2 separate regions of the Mus musculus genome follow, and region 1 is linked to region 2. Evidence: chromatin contacts called from public HiChIP or PLAC-seq data. All regions are on one chromosome and are shown on one strand. Each heading gives the region's core, a stretch centred on a gene start, on an enhancer-like site or on the middle of the called end of the contact. The rest is flanking DNA. Distances are from core to core; before and after follow the strand shown.

The links. HiChIP or PLAC-seq counts read pairs in DNA pulled down with a chosen protein or histone mark.
Region 1: an H3K27ac HiChIP or PLAC-seq map of embryonic stem cells shows a contact between it and region 2, with 2.9 times the contacts expected there. The contact joins the promoter of Taf1a here to the enhancer-like site in region 2. A contact is called at or near these places in 5 of 484 Hi-C or Micro-C datasets (embryonic stem cells, pancreatic cancer cells and trophoblast stem cells), 7 of 115 datasets of contacts at active chromatin or transcription factors (CD8 T cells, the SCID.adh cell line, embryonic stem cells and 2 more) and 3 of 9 other capture datasets (adipose tissue, liver and pancreatic islet).

The regions. Positions count from the first base shown.
Region 1 is chr1:183,387,553-183,390,252 of GRCm38.p6, forward strand. It overlaps Taf1a (TATA-box binding protein associated factor, RNA polymerase I, A), which reads left to right and starts at 1,433. Exons shown (of 11, transcript NM_001277959.1): 1 at 1,433-1,606.
Region 2 is chr1:183,323,285-183,325,984 of GRCm38.p6, forward strand. Aida (axin interactor, dorsalization associated) reads left to right here. Exons shown (of 10, transcript NM_181732.4): 10 at 1-1,217. Among named protein-coding and RNA genes, the nearest start is that of Gm34102, 21 kb to the right of the region's middle. Within about 2 kb of position 1,402, at least 1 of the 459 cell types and tissues checked has an H3K27ac peak or open chromatin away from gene starts, as enhancers often do. A contact at or near this core is called in embryonic stem cells, where this site is marked.

The DNA of each region.
Region 1 (2,700 bases), core at 183-2,682, 64 kb after region 2:
AGTGAAGCTAGTTCTGCTAACAATGAATCTATTTTGCCAATTTCAGGGCTTCTGTGACCTTTTACATTCTGCCAGGATCTTTCAACATCACAACATCCTCCCACCCCTTTTTTGAGACAGGGTTTCTCTGTGTAGCCCTGGCTGTCCTGGAACTCCCTCTGTGGACCAGGCTGGCCTCGAACTCAGAAATCTGCCTGCCTCCCTCCCTCCTGAGTGTTGGGATTAAAGGCACGCACCACTACTGCTAGTATTTTCCCCCATTTTTATGAGCATGACCAAAATCAGCTGAGTCATTTTGATAAATCAAGATTCCAGATGACAAGCTAATCATTATCTTGGTGTGTGTGTGTGTGACTGCCCCTCCTTTGTCACATAGTTTAGCTTTGCCTGTAGTTAGGAGTATAGGTTTAAAGGCCCAGGCATAGAGGCACATGCCTTTAATCCCAGCACTTGGAAGCCAGACTGATTTCTGGGTTGAGGCCATCCTGGTCTACAGACTAAGTTCTAGGACAGCTAGGGCAATGCTGAAACATGGTCTTAGAAACAAAAATAAAACAAAACAAAAACTCAGCAACAAAAAGAAACAGTAAGGGCAAAGACACAAAGAACTGTATAAATAACTTTTCTCTAGTGCCTATGAGCACTGCATACTGTTTACATAGAAAACACGGAATAAAATACCCATCGCATTAAAAAAAAAAAAACAACTCTTCATACAAAGTCTTTTTATAGACCCTTAGGTTTCTATGATACTCGGATTCTGTTCTCGAGCAGTAAATTCAAAGTTCCAGAGGAGTCCATGCCATCACTTATGCAGCCTTCAGTACGTTCTTTTTTATTTTAGTTCCAATAACTTTAAAGTTGTCTTCCTGTAGCTTTTACTCATTAATGCGTGTTTTCACCACTGGTGCCAGTCTGTTCATTTAACGGATCAGCCCTTGAAAATACATCTGCCATTCTCCATGGTCCTTTTCAAAGGCTTAACAATTCCACTATCTACCTCCAGAATTAACACATGGCTGTGAATGTCTCTCATGAAAGTGGGATCCAGACCCATCCCTACAACAATCCACGTTGAAAAGGAAAAAGATTCTTGCTCAAACTGTGAGGCAGGAAGTCACTTAAATCAGATGCTAGCAGCAACTGGGATCGGCTATGCGTTCCCTTGTCACACTCGACTTTGCGATGGAAATCTTCCAATTTCGTTAAGGCTCAGGCTAAATTGTCAATCTGGGCCAAACCAATGGGGAGGCGGAAGTCAACATCCACTTCCGGGCCTCGTCCGGAAGCCTCTTCAGAGCTGGATAGGCTCTGCATCTTTCCCACAGGTAACGCTCCTGTGGGGGCGTGGCCACGCATGCGCACTACCTGAATGCCCACCAGGCTGGTTCTGCGCAAGCTCCCAGGAAGCGCTCGTTAACTGCTTCCGGACAGGGTTTTCCGGGGCGGCGAACAACGTGGAGTCGGGCGACTCTGGAGCTTGGATTTAGCGGCTCGCGGGCTCCGTACGCCTTGCGCTTTCAGTGAAACAGGAAAAGGTGTGTGAGCCTCCTGCTTGTTCCTTCTGCGGTTTCCTCTTGACTTTGTGCTCCTGGGCTCTGAGACCGTAAGTTACAGAGATCGTGAACTTTTGGTTACCGTGGCAACAGCCACCACGCCAACCTTCCCCAGGCCAGTTTGAGTCTTTGAGGGCCAAGGAAGGATTTGCGTTGTCTCCTTACCGTGTGTGGTAAGGTCGATTTCTAATTCAGGTGCTATTTCAAACTTTTTCGCGGAACGGCTGAGATTGATTTTTTTTAAAGGCCTAATCTGGATTTAAGGCGGAGAAACAAAATTTGAGGCTGGCCAACTCTTTGGGAGATGGGTCAGCAGGTAGTGGCAATTACTGTCAAGCCGGGTGAGTTCGATCCCCGGATCTACACAGTTGAAGGACCCCTCTAGATGATTCTCTGACCTCCACGCGTGCGCCGTGGCTTCTTCCGACAATAAACAAAGTGTAATATTAAAAAAAGAAATCGTACCGGGCGGTGGTTGCGCACGCCTTTAATCCCAGTACTTGGGAGGCAGAGGCAGGCGGATTCCTGAGTTCGAGGCCAGCCTGTCTACAGAGTGAGTTCCAGGACAGCCAGGGCTACACAGAGAAACCCTGTCTCGGAAAAAAACAAAACAAAACACCCCCAAAAAGAAAAGAAAGAAATCGTTTGTCAGCAGGCTTCAGGTTCGATCTCTAGCACCGCAGAAAACAAAGAAAGCAACGCCAGTTGATAAGGGTGAGGGTACCGAACTAGGGTGATGCTGTGGGATTGCAGAAGGGAGGGACGCGTTCAGTGGAATTCGTAGCTTCAGTATTTGATGGATACGCAGAACAAGGGTCTTGAGCATTTTGACATTTAAATCCATGTCCAGTGGCATGTAGCTGCTTTTGTCGAGTCATTTCTTTGCCATGGGCCGCTGCCGACCCCCTTACGTTTTTTGTCATACCGGCTCGTCTGTGTGCTTTGTGTTTCCCAGACTTTTGTCTTCACCGTTTCTCAGTCCTAACTTGGAAGGAAATACGGTTGCTGCTATGATTATCTTAGATAACTTATGGGCTATTTATGTGGTTAAGTTCCGAATACATACTAGCAACTGCTGCTACTGTACGTGCGTGTTATATATTCTTTTTTTTTTTTTAAGATTTATTTATTTATTATATGTAAG
Region 2 (2,700 bases), core at 152-2,651:
ATAACTATGGATTTGAAAATGTGTTTACAGTATCTTTTAAACTGTATCATTTAGGAACAGTTGAGTCAGATGTCAAGATGTTGCGGGATAACTGCTGCTTTCCTGACCACCCGTTGTGAGACCTTAAGACCCCGTACCTCTCCTTAGTATGCAAAAATCTGGAAAGACTGTCTATTTTTTTTTAATATAGGTAGATAGGATTGCCATTTATTTCCTATTTAGATATACAGTCATTCATCCATATGAAAATATGCAGGTCACTAGTTTATTTTGAATGGACTATTTACTTTTGGTGTAACAAGGCATAAATAAAACTTTGAAAGCACATGATGGATGGTTGTTACACAGAGCATTAGGACTCATGAGGGGCTTTCTGTGGGTTAGACATGCCATATACTTTAATATTCACATGTCAGTGACCTCACCACACCATTCAATATACTTGCTTTTTCAAGTAAATAACCACAAGGAAGATGTCTTAAACTTGTCCTTCAAGAGATCTAGTCTTGGCTTTCATTCAGCACCTACTAGGCCACTGTTTACTAGATGGAGCTTAATAAAAACTGTATTTCAGGTTCAACCTGAAAAAAAATCCACAACCAAATTAATCTTGATTGGGTAGTTCCAACTGCTAAAATCATCCCATCTATAATAGCTCTAGGGGGAGGAGATTTTTGCCTTAAATTAGCTCACTCTCCCACTCAGGCTTTGAGTTGTAGGTCCCCAGGCTGTAAGCTCCTGGGGCAAGAGTTGTAGCTGTCATGGAAGGGTCTAAGGTACTTGGCAGTACTCTGTACCTGGGGAGTACTCAGTACATTTTGTTTGATATTGCTGACTAGACATAAAAATTAATTCCTTAAAACCTATTATTATTAAAACGTAGCAAAGACTGTACATTGTCCTTTCTCATTTCTTACAGATCATAAAAGACAAATAGCAAGGTGGTAATTTTCTGTGCTACAGCACTGATCATTCACACAGCATGGCATATATGAACCACAAATGCCTGCCGTCAGGGTTAATAAAGCACTTTAGTGGAACATGATATTAAAAACTAAAGCTCGCCAGGCACTGGTGGTGCACATCTTTAATCCCAGCACTCGGGAGGCAGAGGCAGGCAGATTTCTGAGTTTGAGGCTAGCCTGGTCTACAGAGTGTGTTCCAGGACAGCCAGGGCTACACAGAGAAACCCTGTCTTGAAAAAAAACCAACTAACCAAAAAAAAAAAAAAAAAATTAAAGCTCAGCTTTAAATCAGACCCGAATGACAAGATTGTCTTAAAGCAGTGAACACAAAAGCACTCCCCACTTCACAAGTTGAGTTTCCGTTGTACTGAGCAATAGCCTTGTCTCTAGCACAGATGCTTTCAAGGTGAGGTGTGGCTCCTTCCTAAAGAGCTTTAGCTATTCAACAGAGAAACAGCGGGAGGGGACTTCTGAAACAAGAACTTTTAAATGGAAGAGTCCGACTCAACTGAGGTATCCTGTCCTCTGTGCCATCCGTAGACAGACAGGCTTCTGTAGCACAGGCCTCGTCAGATGGGGCTGAGGAAAGGCAGTAATCGACTGGCTCAGAGGGCACAGAAATGCTACAACTGAGGGTTCTACACATATTTCTGATGATTTTTATGATGATAGAATAACTAAAGGCCTTTAGAGGGAATATCCTAATTTTGAATATTAAAAAAAAAGGTTTACCTTTACTATTTGTCTTCTTAGCTTGTATAATTTTTATTTTATATGCCTTCTAAATTTAGGTTAGTCAAGATAGCTGAGGCAGGAGGATAGCAAGTTTGATCAAGCCTGGACTATATAGGTGAGACCTTATCTTTAAAAAAAAAAAAGGTAAAAATTATAAACTATATTTTTACTATTTTGTGTCCCAAGATTGACAGATACTTTCAAGAAGTTGTGTTTGCAATTTAATATTATTTTTATATGGTTAAAAATGGCATGTGTGGCTAAAGAGATGGTTCAGGAGTTAAAAAGCACTTTTTGATCTTGCAGAGAACCGGGGTTCAGTTCCCAGCACCCACATGATGGCTCACAACTGCCTGTAACTCCAGTTATGGGGATCTAGTGCCCTCTTCTGGCCCCATGGGTACCAGACACAACACATGTTGCACATACATACATGCAAGCATGCAAGCAAAATGCATGTGCATAGCATAGAAAATAAAGTTTCAAATTATATATACTCTCCTGTGCATTTTCTTATAAAATCTTGTGTAATTCTGGATTGGGGTCAGGCAGGCTGAACTCTTACTCCCTTGGACCTCCTGCATTCAGAGAACCTGTCTTTGTATGTCTTCAGTCATCGAAGATTTTATTTCACATTGAAGCTTTTGCTCATTTTTTTCAAAATCTCCAGTGGATTTAACTTCCCAGCAGTGGCATGATGTGCCCTTGGTTTCAGTCATTGCTTCACAGGACTTTAGAGAGTGCAGTGTCACAGTGAGCTGTTTTCACTTGTTATAGCTTTAATTACTGCAGCTTACACGGCTGCAGCAATTCACCTCGCTCACAACAGCCGTGTTACTGAGCTCAGCCCGTAGTTCAGGATGTACACTGGTTTTCTGATCTTTCTGCCTTATGGCAGCTTCCTGATTCTTTGCCATACTCCTTGAAAATCAGCTGCAAGGTGATATGAGAGAAAACAGAATAGACATTTCTAAAAAGAAATGATCTTACAGTCATGGCA